Linked DNA regions of Rattus norvegicus: region 2 is linked to region 1. A link is a contact called in public Hi-C data. All regions are on one chromosome and are shown on one strand. Each heading gives the region's core, a stretch centred on a gene start, on an enhancer-like site or on the middle of the called end of the contact. The rest is flanking DNA. Distances are from core to core; before and after follow the strand shown.

Region 1 (7,925 bases), core at 3,899-6,398:
TGACCACAGCGACGCCCACTGTGTCTCCCTTTAAGTAAGTGTGTGCAATGTCTAAGCTGGGAAAGAAGAAACCCTAGGTTTTGTTTTTCACTGAAGTCTGTGACGCCATCACACTATCTGTAACAGGCTGTTCCTTTGGAATCAGCTCCTGTGTCACAGCGACCTGGCAAGCTTGAATGCTTTCACTGTCACTGGAATCCTTGCAATCCTGCCTTGGCTGTGACCCATTCACGTTTGTCCCAACTTCCCAGAGATGCCTTGTTCAGCATCTAATTAGTAAGGGAGGGATTGTCGGGCTCTTATCCCTGACATAGGCATAGGAAGCTATGCTGTGGTGGAAGCCTAGGTCTCTCCTGCTGCATAAGTCGACTCCCATAAAGCTACTTGTTTACAGGTAACAGGAGGACTGAAAAAAATAATTTCAAAAAAATGATCCCCAACTATGCTTAAATTCATTTTAAGTGCTACATGTTAGAAATGAGCTCTAAATTTGTGAATGAGTTTATACATGTGTATACACATCTGAGGATACACGTGTGCATGCTTCGTTACGATTATCGTTATGTTACACGGAATATCATACATACATGGCCCACTACATTTCCACTGCATTACATGGTACACAGAGCTGTTGAGTGAAGTCTGCAGGTTATCACAAAGTTGGAGGTAAGGGCTGACACGCAGGTGCTCACCTCTTAACCACAATTTCCAATCCAGTACTACTATGACGATTACCCAGATATTAGATATTCCTACTTGTATGGTACAATATTAAAATGAATGTCAAGGATTACATTTCAGTTTCAGTACGCACCTATCGTTAACACTTCAAAATAAAGCACAGCATCTCTCAAGTTAGGGCAACTAAGACAGAGGTAGCAGCATGCCAATTCCACAAGCTAAAACTATTTGCCACCAAATATAAACACTTATGTTAACATAGGGGTAAGTTCTGTGGATGTGGAGTTCATCCTTTTTTAAGTAAGACATGATTATCCAAATATACCAGCTGTAATAAGGACACATTAAAAAGGAACTGGAGATATTAAAGAGAAAACAGAGAGGGAAGCCTAGAAAAGGTGCTGCCTCAGAAGGAAAGTCATTTTCAAAGGCCATTAACTATCAACTGCTTTACTCGTGGCTCTGATTAAATGAGACTCTTCATCCTAGGAAAAGGGATGTCTAGTTTGGAGGAGAGGCTTTAGCATAAAAATATACTGCATGGACCACAAAGAGTAACCAAGCCACAGCACACAGTTTAGGTAAGTGACCAACAAGAAATGCGGTATGCGGATCTTTAAAATTGTTAGAGATGTTCACATTACTTTTGGAGGGTTAGAAACCAGGAAAAAAAACCCCACACATCATTTCCATTTTAACTACAAATCCTATGACTGGGACTGTGTTTGTCATCACGAATTGAAAGTAGTGAAAGGCCACTGGGAGAAAAATTTGAATCGAGCATTCTTGTGAATGAATTCCAAGGAAAGGTTGTTATACATTTCTTATATATCTTTTAATCCTGTCTCAGGGAACTGCTAGGTTTTATACTAGTCAGAAAGTTTACTCTGTCATCTATCTGGTGAGCAGATGGTCTGGTATTAATGTAAATCACTGATTTAATTTTTAGCTTTGTCGATTTTGTCCCTCACCTATCTAAGAAATGATTTCTCTGGTGATAACTAACACATCATGCTAATGAGAGAATCTAATACACAATAGAAAAATGTCACTACTAATAATATTCGCATGAAGTTAAATAAAGCAACTGTAAGAGAATGTCAGACAGTTGTTCTTTAATAAGACACAGTTTCACAATGAAATTATGTTGTTAATTTTGTTACATCATTGGGTGAATCTTAAATTACTCCATAATGATGCCCAGCGTCGTTTATAATTCTAACTTAGTATTTCACTCTACTCTGAAAAGAGACCTTATTAAGGGATCTGCATATTATTTGAAACAGGCTAAGTACACCTGAGCAATAATGAAAAGGTATAAACACCTCTGGTAATCTGGGGAAAGAGCACTATCACCGTTACCTGTACGTACGGTGTGCTTTCTTAAAAAGATTTTGAGTTGATCAAACTATACCCTCTCCTGGGGGAAGCTATAAGGATTTTATTTGCTACTTTCTCAAATACACAAACATGTACAAAATATGTAGAAAACAATCAGCTTTCAAAGTCTAATAAAAACAAAAAGAAAGAAAAGAACCTTCCGAAAGCAAGTTCCTTTCTCCAAACCACCTCCCACTTGTCTTTTTAACAATCCCTTAAGAGATTATCCTGAGAGAAACAACCTTTTCAGCTTTAGGAGATAAGGAAAAAGAGAAAATGATTTTGGACATTACCAATTCGTAACTGAATCCAGAACTCTCAATTACAAAAGTCAACAGCTACACCTTTCAAGGTTCTCTAGTATCTGTCTACAAGAGACTATTATTTTTCTAAACAGCAACAACAAATCACATTTTCATGTTAGTGAAAATAATGGAAGGTAGAAAAATGAAGTCAGGAAGACCCATTTAAAGCTTTAATGGGGACAGATTTAACTCCACTGAGTCGGAGTCAAATCATTTGTTAATACTGGATAAAAGAAAAGATTTACAGTTAAGGAAATCTAACTTCGTTCAGGGGAAATGCAAGATACAGACTGTCCCATGCCCCTTTCTAGCTTACCTTTAGAAGACACAGACCTAGACTATTAAACTTCAGAGTTCAACGGTCTTTCCCAAGCATACGTTTTCTATAGCTAACAGCGTATGTGGTGAAGTTCTCTACAGCTCAGTCTTTACACATCTTGTACTGGCTCTACTCGTCAGTCTTGTCCAATGCTTAACGAGGTAGTCAAGGAAGTCTTAGTTTTTATTCCATGATAGGAAACTGTGAAAAACTGTATTAAACAGATTTCATTCACCCCATGAGCAATTTTTAAGAGATTAAAATAATCAAGCAGAAAAGCCGTTTCTAGCCTAAAAAATTAGATATATAGAATTCTGCATACTTGATTAAATTGGAGAAACTTTTTTATCTTTAGCAAAAGCTTGCTTAATGCAGGTATTGAAACTATGATTCCTCATAATTGTTGACTTTAAGAGAGAGCATTCCAGGAACTATCACACATACATATGTACACACACACACACACACATACACACACACACACATATGCATACACTTTCTCCCACTCACATACTCTGAACCAGCACTGCTGATCCCTACACATAAGGAAAACAAACACATTAAGCATGCAGAGTGCAGACTTTTATATGTAGACAGATTTGAATTTAAGACTACACAATCTGAAATGGCATCTTGAAAGAGAAATAAAAGTGCGTGCGCATGCGCGTGCACACACACACACACACACACACACATACACACGTAAACACATACCCCCTTTCATATGACTTCCAAGAGGCACAAAAGGTAAATATTTAGTGACTGTGAAAGTAAATGGGAGGCTAAGCATCCCTAACGACAACAAAAATTAATAAAGGAACTGCAGTAAAATGGTGTAATCGCAATACTTTTTAAGATTGTGGTTTTCATGCTTTGTCACAGTGCCCTGTGTCATAACCTGTTCATTAGCCTGTGTCTTTATTCTCCTCACAGGCACTGATGCTCACCACATGCATGCATTCATACAGGTACATACAAAACAGATCTTTGTATGTACCCAGCAGGCACACAGAAAACACCTCGATGATCATACAAGTTTCTCTATAAGAAATTTAAATTATTTTCCTAATCCTGACCTATTTTTTGTGTAATTTGCTTTTATTTCTTTTAATCCTAAATGTTTTCCACCAGTTAAAAGTCTCCTTAGATGCAAATCTACTTGGAAATGGGCTAGTGCCAAAGCAGCAATCTAACACCATCTATGTGGTTCAATAGCCATTTATCAATTGATCATTATCTCTATCTGTTTTATTAACTCTTTTTTCACTAGAGGGAAAAAAATGCAATCTAACCTTTCAAAGCATACATGTACACACACACTCCGCTAACTCAAGGAAAACCAGGATTGGTAGTATCTAAATTTTAAAGTGGGACACAAGTTATTAGGTACTAAGGTCAGTGAAAACACACCGTGTTCCAACCACAAGAGAGAGAGTCACCCAGACAGAAAAGTGCTTCAGAAAAACACCTAGCAAAGCGTTTGGCAGAGACAAGAAGCATCTCTGTCAGACATGAAAGGGACTTTTCAGGAAAAAAAAAAAAGGATCGCACATAAAGAGTTGCTTACTGGGTTTATGTTGATTGCATTTAAATCCCAGCTTACTGGATCAGCAGTTATCAGGGTCCCTCTACAGGATGTCAAAATACACCTTATTCAAATACATTTCTCCTATCTAAAACTGGTTGATAAAACTGTTTACCAATTAAATGTTACAAGAGCCGGGCTTTATGCACTCTCTTTGGCAAATGTTATTCCTAAACTTGTGACAGTTTACAGCCTTGAAAATTGTTTTCTTTATTTCGTTACCAAACATTTGAAAATCCACGCCAAAGTATTCAATTTCCGCGAACTCTTACATACAAAAAGCTTAAATAGCAGTTGCAGTATTTTAAGGGAGTGGGGCAAGACCATTTTTTTAAACAGCCGCCATCTACTTAACATCCTAGCGCATTTGTCAGTACTACTTTGGTGCTGCGTGGATGATAAACTAACTCTTGCTTTGTATGGGTTTGGGGTAGGCTTCTGAAAAGCAAGACGTGTCTGGGAGGGAGGCACCAGGGAACTTCCCTCCCTCACTTGAGCACAGTCCAAGAGGAAAGTTTCTGGGTTGTTTCCCCTTCGCTTCCTCTTACCCTCGCTCCCCCGCGGAGCCGCAGAGCCAGCAATTGTGCAAGAGGAGCCGGGCGCGCAGGGCGCAAATCACCGAGCGCTTGGTACGGACGGCTGCGGGTGATTAATTATCCGTCCGCTGGCCTGGCGCTCTCCGGGCGGCTCTCCCGGCAGGGTAGCAGCCGAGCTGCCGGCGGCGGCTGAGCGAGAAGCGGCTCTGGGAGAACACAGGGGCCGCGCCGAGTGTGAGTGCACCGCGCCGGGCGGCGGGCGGCTGGCGGGTGGCGAGCCGAGCGGCTGCGCCGCGGCCAGGGGAGCACGGGGAGAGTGAAGCCACCGAGAACCGGAACGGAGGCCGAGAGCAAGCGGGAGCGCAGCCTGCCGCCCTTCGGGTTGACCCGGCCGGCAGGGAAGCCTGCATAGCCTCGCTCAGGTCTGAGTCCAGCTGCTCCAGACACCAGAAGTCAGACCCGCTGCTGTGAGGGGCCCGCGCTTTCTGACTGTTCGTTGCAAGACCTACTTAGAGACAGCAGACACTTTGACTAAGTCTTTCACAAAGATACATTTGTTAAGTATTGGCTTTTTCTCTTTTTAGCGGGAAACAAAGAAATAAATTAAGGCTTCGCAGGACCCAGGCTGCACAGGGTGAAACTTTGCAACAAATGCCTTTGCTTTCTCTAACTTCGATGTCCTTTCCCCCTTTTCCTTAAGGAGCCCTTGGGGAAGCCATGAAGTAACACTGCACATTCCAGTAACACAGAAATCACAATATATATATTTTTAAATTTCAAAAACATTTAGAAAGAAAAGTAGCAGGAAGAAAAGGGCAAATAACAACTCGAGATTTCTTTTTTTTTAAAAAAATGAAAGTAACTTACCTGTTGGGACATTCTGAATAAGAGGTTAGTATCAGCGTTTTGCCATGTCCCCATGAACCCTGGTTCAGCCGCAGTCGTTCTGGTTCCGAACTGCATGGAGTTGTCAGTACAGGAGTCTCTTAAAGTCAAGTCTCTTGCCCTCTTTGGCTCTCTGTCTCTCTGTGTGTCTCTTTCTCTCACATCCACTTCTGCCTCTTCTGACTGAAAAGTGAAGGTGGATTTTTTGAGCTTCTTGGCAGCCAGGAGCAGGAGTATAGTGTAGTTAAGAAGCTGGCTGAACTGTGCATTTCATTTGGGAAGGGGGAGATCTGGGGGAGGGAGGGGGGTCAGAGCTTCCTTCGCACCTTCTGCACAGATATCCCTATCATTTATGCATAGATTGTGACTCCCCTAGCTTGCCTTTGCTCGGTTTAACAGCTGCCTGTCAGGTGTGCGGGCAGCACTGGAGACCCAACCATCAGCTTCAAACCCTCAGCCACTGCATGTCATTGGATAGCAGAGCTAGGAGTCAACTGCACTGTTCCACTGTCAGGCACCAAATGACACCCTGCACGAACCCCTCTCCAGATACACAGATAGATACACACTCATGCGTACTCCACGAAATGCCACGGACACTGTCCACAAGGCCAGGGAGAGCCAGGGCCCTTCCCTGGAAATTTTCCCCAACAATGCTTTCTGCTGTAACATGTTATATCCAGCACCAGTCTTTCCTTTAAACACTTGTAAAACTATGAGACTTAAATATTTTTTAATTACACTGGAAGCGAGTGAAGTATTCATCTGGAGGAGAACATAAAGTTTGCTCAGTGTTTGCTTTTTTGTTTTTTTTTAATATTAGCTGCCACAAGTCACACCGTAATGCTAGGCTATTTATAACCACATATAAACTCATAGAGAAAATAATATACAGAGATTTGACCTTCTATTCTAAAGGGTGAACAAGCAAAGCTACCAGTTAAACATGGAAGATGTACAGTAAACATATGCAAAAATAAACATATACCACTTAATATCCAGCACCTCAGGCCATTAACTACCAAACCGAAGGTTAAATAAAGAGACACTGAAGGCGGAGACGAAAAAATGAATACCTTTTCTTAAAGCTCACAAGCAGAATAAAATCCTTTGTTAAAGTTCTCAGGTAAGGCATCTACATCAACCTTTTACATCATAAAACAGGGCAAAAGAGGAAGAAAAAAAGGAAGCCTGTCTTATTTCAGGCAAAAAGTAATGCATATAAAAACTCCATTTTTCATTCAGGATCTCTATGGAAAATTCTATAATATTTCCTTGCCTTGTGAAATATAACCTTGATAGCAGGTCATATTTTTAATTAGACCAGTTTTAAAACAAAACAACCATTTATTAGATAGTATTTATCTTCCTTATTTATGGAAAGGCAGAACTGAACAAAATCCACTGTACATAAACACTGTAACTTCAAAATGGAAAGCTAAATTCATGCTATCTCATAAAAGGAGTCAGCAGGAAAAAGCCATCCTTCCTAAACTTAAAATGTAAGGCACATTAATCTTCAGCCACTTACAAACACTGAGGACAAATGTAGCACTCTGCTTGCTCCTTCTTAACTAAAGAATAACAATAAACCTTCCTCTCAGAAACAACAAAAGAAACAGAAAAGCGTTTCGATGGCAGCCCGTGTCATTAGTGGACAATGAGAAAAGATGAGCAAACGTACACTATGTTGACACAAATGTGCCTTCCCTTCTAGAACTGACATCTCCTGAAAGCTTTTCTGTTAAACTTCCCTCCAGTTCACCACCATTAAGCACAAAAAAGTCTCAAAAGAAGCAAATTCAATATCTGAAAGGAGACATACAAGAACCCAAAGAATTGTTGCCTTAAAATATATTAAGTCCACCTGTGGTCAATAAAAATATTCTTTGGCGGGGGAGGGCGGGAAAAGCCCCTGTGAGTCAATTGTCAACGGTGACTGTACCTTTACACTATTACCCACTTAACTCCCTCTAAAATTTGCTAGCCTCTTGATTTCTGAAGTGGCTCTCAGTGCCTCAGTCAAGCTGCCTGCTCAGCTCCTGACCTCCCCACTAATGGCTGTTATTTGTGGGAGGCTTAAGGACACTGTCAATAGCAAGCTTCCTCCTCTCTCCACTCAAGCACTGTTGTATCTCCCTGCCTGCGTGTTCTCTCTCCTCTTCTGCTCCCTCTCCCTCTCTCCCTGTCCTTCCCCTCCTTCCCCAAGCTCCCTCACAGCCTCTTCCTATTTT
Region 2 (7,925 bases), core at 3,163-5,662, 120 kb after region 1:
AACAGAAATGTAACATTGTTTGACCAATGAAGCAAATTGTAAATGTGATGTGGGTCAGTATAGAATGCTAATGCTCTCTTACATGACACAAAAATTTTGTCATACCAATTTTATAAATTATTTTAAATTCTTTACAGAATATCCACAGGGAAGAAAGTTAATCCTCAAATTATGTCATGAGGTATCACTTTAAATTGGCTAATTACTATTTTCATGTGTAAACACTTATGCGGGGAAAAAAACCCCGATTCTCTCCAAATATAAGTGTGGCCACTTGGCCACCTAATTAATAGTTGATGCTAAAGAACAATGAAATTTTGCCTAAAGTAACTGGCACAATGCCAAAAGCAGACAAAGCAATTAAATAACAATGGCCCATCAGAATACTAGAAAAGCAACTATTTCAATAGAAATGAATATAGGTTTTATTAGCATGAATGAAAAGAACATTAGGAGTTCCTTTAAAATATTCCTTTTAACTCAAGTATGAGCTAACATCACTGCCCCTAAATTAAGTTACCTTTCTCCTGCTCTCAGGTTTCTCTAACTCCAAGGCGGGATGCTTTGAAAATACACCTGGTAGACGAGAGAGCAAGCTGTTTGCAAACACATCATGCCATATTTGAACACGGTATTTACTTAAAACCTAACCGAGCCAGTTATTTTAGGTTTGGGTATCATGAAACAATTTTCAGTTTTATCTCTGTTGGTGATGTTTTGTTCATGATGGGATGTCTAGAAGACAAATTTTCTCAATGATGTTTTTTTCCCTCCTTTCCTTTTGAGGTATTTATAAAACCAAAAACAATTATTTCTAGGTACTTAATTCCACCCTCCAGGGCACGAAGTGTGTCTGTTATCATACAGAACACCTAGATTGCTTTTAAACTCAATGATAATTAAGGAACATCAAAGTAAACCCAAGCTGTTTCGCAGAGAACCCGCACCTATCATCTCCTGGCTTCCGAATGACACATTTCTTGTCCCCTGGAGTACCACCAAGAGTTGTTAGCTGTTTTTCCCCCTCCCCTAAACAATAGAATGTTCTTTCTTAACATAGCCTCTACTCTTTTAGGGATCAGATAAATCTAAGCTTTAAATGTAAATCACTGAAGGCAGAGGAAGCAAGGCCAGACACACAGAGCTTCGAGAAACTTAAAAGCTCCTACCCGGCCAGGGCAAAGGAAACAAGCGGCGGAATGAAAGAGAACCCACTGAATGAGAGGAAAACATTTGTAAAGTAAATTTTTGATAAGGACAGTGATATCCAAAATGTATAGAGAACTCCTAAAACTCAAAAACCAGCAAAACCAAGTAACCCAACCCTAAAATGGACAAAATGCCAAAAGGGGTTGTGTGTTTCCCTTTCACACCCACCCCTCGAGAGCTGAGGCTAAAAGACAATCAGAAGCTAGGGCTGGCTCAAGTCCGTAACAGCTACTAGAAAGACTGGGAAATCCAGGAGACTAAGGCCAGTCCGGGCAACTTAGGAAGACTCTGTCTCAAAACAAAACACAAAAAGAGCTGGACATTGGATACAGCTCGGTGGTAGAGTGATAACCTCACGTGGGTGAGGACCGAGACTTAATATCAGTACTGGTGGCTTGGAAGGAAGCATCACTCCATCCTTAGATTTCAAGGCCAGCAGGGACAACAAAACCACACAGGGATATGTCACCTCACAGCTGTTAGAGTCATGTTTCTGTCACTATCATAAAGTAACAGCAGTCATTGGTGACAACATGCAGAAGCTGCAACACGTGGACACCCTTGGCAAGAGCATAAAACAGTACAAATGTTACCCCCCCCCCACACACCAAAAAAAGGAATTTCTAAACCACAAAAGGCAGACTACTGCATGGTATGGTCTAGCAACCTCTCGGTACAATGCTATCCAGGAGAACAGAAAGAAGCAGGAAAAGAAACCTGGCATAAATCTTCAGGATGTTGAGTGAGACCGTGTTTGTGGGTTTGGGTTTTGTTTTATTTTTGACAACATAGCAAAAATGGTAACAAGGAAAATACTAGGTTAAGTTGGACTTCATCAAAATTTACAATGTCTCATCTTACCCTGATAGACGGTGCTAGGAACTTTTCTGAGGGTCACTGTGCCTCTTTTATTGAGTCATTACCATTTAACATGCAATAAAATCTTGTCTGGAAAAAAATTCTTGTAAAACGTCTTTCAAAAAATTTTTAAAATTTTTTCAAAGGACATCAAAAAAGTAAAAAGACAGCTCACTGAATGGGAGAGAGCATTTGCAAATCTTGAATCAGATAAAGGATTGTAACCAGCTTTTTATATCTCAACTATAAAAAGGCAACCTGGGGCAAGCGAATGCCTCAGCAGGTAAAGGCATTTGCCGCCAAGCTGGAGAACCTGAGTTCAACCCCTGAATGCCTTGTGGTAAAAGAGAGAACCAACATAGTCCTAACTTTCACCACACATGTATTTCGGTTGTTTTGTTTGTTTGTTTTAAAGACAATTCAAATGGAGAACAAAGAAAACGGTACGATCCAACGATTCTTCTCACAGGTGTGCATCCAAGAGAAAGAGAAATGTCTGACCCTCTCCCAAAGTTCTGAGCAGCGTTACGCATAATAGTCAAAAATATGCATAAACTGGTGAAGGCAGTATAAACTCCATATAGTGGAGTATTATTAATGTGCACTTTAAATAGTGAATACATGGTATGTAAGGTGTCTCACAATAAAGTAGTTAAAACTGAAGTAAACCACTATGATTTATATCGTCAAGCAGCTGCGGGGAGAAAGCCTTAGCGATTACCAAACAGGTTGTTTGGCTAATGGGGATGAACGGGCAATGCCTGTATTACTGCCTCTATAAAGAAGTGTATGCACAGGAACGCCATAACGGGATCCATTACATTATACGCTCACTTTAAAAACTGCTTTCCAAGACAGCCCCAAATACTGACGGGGTGAAGATCAGACTCCAGAGCCAATGGCATTCACTTCTGTTCTCCGCTTTCTTCTCACTGGCCCGGAACTCACCAATGAGGCTAGGCTGGGTGGCCAGTGGACCTCAGGGACCTGCCTGTCACTGCCCTCCCAGTGTAAGGCACTGTGCCTGGCCCTTTGTGCATGCTGGGAGCAAGTGTGTCAAGCCCTCATGTGAATGTGGGAGATACTAGACCAACTGAGCTCTCTTCCCAGCTCTGAGCGTTCCTAAAGAGTGATTTCACTGGGAAGCTTAAGGTGGAATCTTTTCCAATGCTAAATCTACAAGTAGTTGTCGTTATTATTATGTGAAAATGACCCATAACCACTCCTTTCCTCCTCCACATTACAGCAACCATGAAAACACATGTATAAGAACCAGGTGATATCACACTGTGGCACGGAAATCCACAGCAGAGAGGGAGTATGAGAAGATTCCTGTGCTCCATTTTTAGAAATAGATTTGTAAAACATGCACATCCCTGTTAAACATTTTTTCATTATTTTGCAGTGTGTAAAAATTAGGGAGAAATAAGTAACATAATCACTCGCATATCTTATTTAGTCGATATGAAAATGGTCATAATGTACCATAATAACTATCAGAAATAACATTTTTGTCCTCTGAGACTAAAGGAGAAAAGAAGACTTTCACTCCTGTCAGAGGTATTCAATTTTCCCCTCAAATGAAGTTTAGATGAAAACAATGTGACTGACAAGCTCCGCACAGGCAAATCTTGGCAACTCTCAACTCCGTCTATCTCCTTGGCCAGTTAAGCAAAATTCCTTCACTAACTGTTAGTCTTCGCAATAACTCCTACGAAGCTCATTACTGCCTCTGTCAGCCTATCCCCCATGTTGCGCATTTATTCCTGGGATGCATATCAACATGTGGCACATGTCCTTGACATGCACAGAAGAGCTGCACCCCAGGACAGCAGCATGCACGACAATAGTCTGCACTCTTACTTCTTTGTGGTTGCTGGGATGTAACGGAGAAATCTAATAACTGTGACAGTGGGGCCTTTCGGGTTCTCCTTGCCTTTCCAGACAGTGAAGCTGCACAGACACTAATGAAAGGTTAAATGAATAGGAATGGCTGACAAGACGTACAATAAAGAAGGAGCTTGGTAATCCACAGACACTGAGCAGAGACCCTTGGCTCAAGCAGAGAAAGGACAGCACATCGCCGAGTCACAATATTTAAAACAGCTTGCTATACACAGAGGCTTTGTGTCTGGGTACACGTCTGGCTTTGGACTAAGGGGGGAAAAAGATACTAAAAAGGAATTTCAGTATGGGGCACTTTGGCAAATGTTAAGGTCATAATAAGAGAAAAATGTTTTTGTGTGGGCCGTTATGTCTTTGTACTAAACACACAAAAACAAAGCAGGGACTGCGAACTCATGAACCCCCAGCTCCAAGACAATGCTGTACATTCGGACAAGTCTTAAATCCTGTGTGTAGAAGGCAGACTTGATGTGATTCCCGCTGGTCAGACACACATGCACTGACTCATTTAGCAGTTCCACATCCTGCCTTCCCTGTGGAAGGATCCCTGATACTAGAGTTCTGGTCCTTAGCCCGTGTCATCAGTTACACATCAACTGAAACCCACAAGTATCTTGGCCTCTGTAAAACTGCCCAGCAGTTGCCATAAAGAACTTACCATGCTGGCAATTTGTAAATTAAAAAACAAACCCCTCATAATTTCAAGGGGGCTGCAACTGTGAACATGTTGTAAACAGAACTCTTGATTGCGAAACTTAGCTTTTGCCTGTCTCACCACACCTTCAAGGTTGGACTCTGAGGAACAAATCCTAAATCAGTAGAGCAAAACGATTTAAATTACTACAAAAAAAGTGAAAATGCCCCAGAATGTCTAGGAAATTGCAGTAAGTAGGACAGAATCTACGTGGTAATATATATGTTTGTTTTTTGTTTTTTGTTTTTGTTTTGTTTTTTTTTTTAAAGAAAACGGTACACTTCTGTTATGGCAGAAACTTTTAAAATGACATGTCTGTACTACTGCTCTTATGCATATTCATGAGTTAGAATATGCTCACAACAAATGGTAAAGGAATACTGAGAACGTGTTTTAAAACAAGGGAGGCTCTTTGAACACCCAAATTAAATTAGAGCTGAACTTTTGAGTGTACTGAGGGTTCTAATAAGCAACAAATAAAGACTTTTATTGGCTAGCAACATAATGAGAGCTACTGTGCAAGAAGACAAATCTGGGCAGTTTATCTCCCTGGATATAAGATTTACTTAAATGGTAAATAAGTGCCAAAGTAATGCTCCTAAAAAGTAGTATATAGATAATGAAAAGCAAACGCTGTCGATGATTATTTAATATAAACATATCACAAATGTCACTGGTTGGATTGATTAGCAAATGCTAAACGGTAAATAAGAAAACATTTGACTCTGCCGTTTAAATGTGCCTCATTTACTGATTAATAATACACCAAACTTTAAAGTGATTTGCTGTTTATGGTGACAACACAAAGCCCCCTTCTTTTGAAGGAGTGTTCTTTCCAGAATCTGGAGTTGTGCACAGAACTACTTCAAAACATTATCTCTGGAGAGAAGAAGTAGCTTTTGTGACTGGGGCAGAAGCTGCTTTTAATGGTAGTTTGAAGGTGAGCATGCCAACATGTCCTTCAGTTGACAAAGGGACACAGTGGTTACACAAACTCAAACACTTAGAACGTTTGGTTGCACTTTACCTCATTCAAATACCTACAAGGAAGAGTCCTAGAAAGCTTAGCTGATTCCTTAAATGTTCTCAAAGGAAATTCTGTTGCTATCACCACTGTGTGTGTGTGTGTGTGTGTGTGTGTGTGTGTGTGTGTGTGTGTGTGTGTGTGTGTGTGTCTGTGTGTCTGTGTGTGTCTGTGTGTCTGTGTGTGTCTGTGTGTGTCTGTGTGTGTCTGTGTGTGTATTTGTGTGTTACCTCCAAGCCTAAACTCTAAGCCAGTTATTGTGCAACATTCTGACTGCAGGAGTTCTTTTTTTTTTAAACCTTAAGTATATCTAATAAAATCATGAGGCTCCCTCTAGCTTACTACCCAACTATACTATGTAACTCCTGACCAACAAGAGATGTTGCAGGAGAACTGCTGTTTTCAACTCTGTTTCTTGTCAGGATGCAGATGTTAAATGAGACCATCTGCAGAGGAATTCAGAAAGCACTACTCCTTTATACATTCATCAAGTTAAGACTATTAATTGCTCCCAACCCAAGCTCTATGTACAAGAACTCTATAGTGAAACCGTAACCTGCATCAACTACGCATGCTCTCTCAGTCTGGACTTACTCACCTTGTAGAAAATGAATTTTAATCTCAAAAATCAACATGTGAATAATTCAAAGAAATCCAACTTATAACCTGGTCTCAGTTTTAAGGCCTACCTTTAAATTTAAAAGGGAAACCTCAGAGGAGAGAATAACCCACTCTGTGAACAGTGCATCTGTAGAATTTATGTAAAACAAAGATACTGATGGTAATTCATAGACAAAAAATCTTCGTGCACCACAATATTTATACACAATGCTGTTAATGACTTTTTTATTGTTTAATCTTTTCAGCAATTCAATATTGAATATTTGGGAATTGTACTTATTTAGAAGACTATAAATAACATAGTTGAAGTATGCCATTGATGTTCTGCTCGCCTTTCAATAGCCATAAAAGCCACTGTCACCCTGGCACATCACGCCAAACAAGTGAGTATGAGCATTGCTAAATCAAACTCTTCAACCTTGCTAAAGCCACCTTTCAAACATTTACAGAATATTTAAAGTAGCCCCGAGGCTTAGCTCTAAATTTAAAGTAAGGGAAACCGCTAGCTTCGAGTCATCACCTACTTTGGACTCCCTTAATCTAGGAAATATTCCCAGGAACAACAAAAAGAATAGCTCCTTCTCCTCTCCCACCCCCTCAGCACCCCCCCTTTTTTTTGCCAGTGTCCAATTTCTTCTTTTCTGAACAGCTGTATTATCCAACTTAAGTTGCTCTGCTAATTTCAGTCCCTCAAGGACTAACTTGGAAGGCAAAAAAATACAAGAAAAGATCAATTTGCTGGAAAAGATCAAATGAGAAAACTGTGGGGACAGCACCAGGTCAGCGCGTGGAGAACTAAGCAGACCTGTTCTTCATTAACTGCAGCTCTCTGGGGACGTCACACACTACCTGTCCGTGGGCTTTATTGAACCGTCTAACCCGCCTCTCTGTTCCATTCTTCTGGGCCCAAGTGAATCATATCCTGCTGCTGACAAGTTAGCAGGGGACTGCGGCTGCAACATGAAAGTACTTTTCTTTCTTGTCTAAATCAGGCAGATTTTTGAAAAGACGACACAGCATTGACTCGTGACATGGCAAGATGAAACGAGAGGTCTGGGCCGGTCTTGGAGCTTCGCAGATAAAAGTAATCAAATGACACTGGTGGAATGCAAATTGGCATTCTTGACTGCAGCAATTGCACAACCATGAAACATCCCTGACAGCAAGCAAGATTAGGACAAAATGTTATGTAAAGCACTGAACTCAGAAACTCTCGCTTGAAAATTCAAACTGTAACACTTACATTTTAATATAGCAACAGTCAGCCCTGCTTTTGTCTGCTCCCTTTTGTAATCACATATCCCTGCCTGACAGATAACTTACATCTCAGGCAGAAAAGGAAAAAAAGAAAAAAATCAGGTATTAGCAATGCACTATTGCTATTAATATTTCCTCGATATTTTTTTTAAATCACATGAGGGTTTGTTTTTTTTCTTTTACCCAAAGTTTTACATACAAAACCAACTTAATAGTCTCAGTGGATTAGGGGGTTGGGGCATTTCAGACCTACCCCTAGAAAGATCCTCTACACAAAGTTCAGATTTAGGTTTGCTAGTCTTTACCTCAGGTGAAGATGTCCCTATGCCTTGGTAAAGTGATTAGCAATCTGGATTT

What was found. Hi-C and Micro-C count contacts between places; a contact is called where the count stands out from the background.
Region 2: a Hi-C map of the A7r5 cell line shows a contact between it and region 1, with 2.3 times the contacts expected there. The contact joins two enhancer-like sites. A contact is called at or near these places in 3 of 12 Hi-C or Micro-C datasets (the A7r5 cell line, the Rat2 cell line and Schwann cells).

The regions. Positions count from the first base shown.
Region 1 is chr5:103,993,338-104,001,262 of GRCr8, forward strand. It overlaps Bnc2 (basonuclin zinc finger protein 2), which reads right to left. Exons shown (of 7, transcript NM_001106666.2): 3 at 5,674-5,874. Among named protein-coding and RNA genes, the nearest start is that of Bnc2, 65 kb to the right of the region's middle. Within about 2 kb of position 5,149, at least 23 of the 93 cell types and tissues checked have an H3K27ac peak or open chromatin away from gene starts, as enhancers often do.
Region 2 is chr5:104,115,484-104,123,408 of GRCr8, forward strand. No RefSeq gene overlaps it. Among named protein-coding and RNA genes, the nearest start is that of Bnc2, 58 kb to the left of the region's middle. Within about 2 kb of position 4,413, at least 3 of the 93 cell types and tissues checked have an H3K27ac peak or open chromatin away from gene starts, as enhancers often do.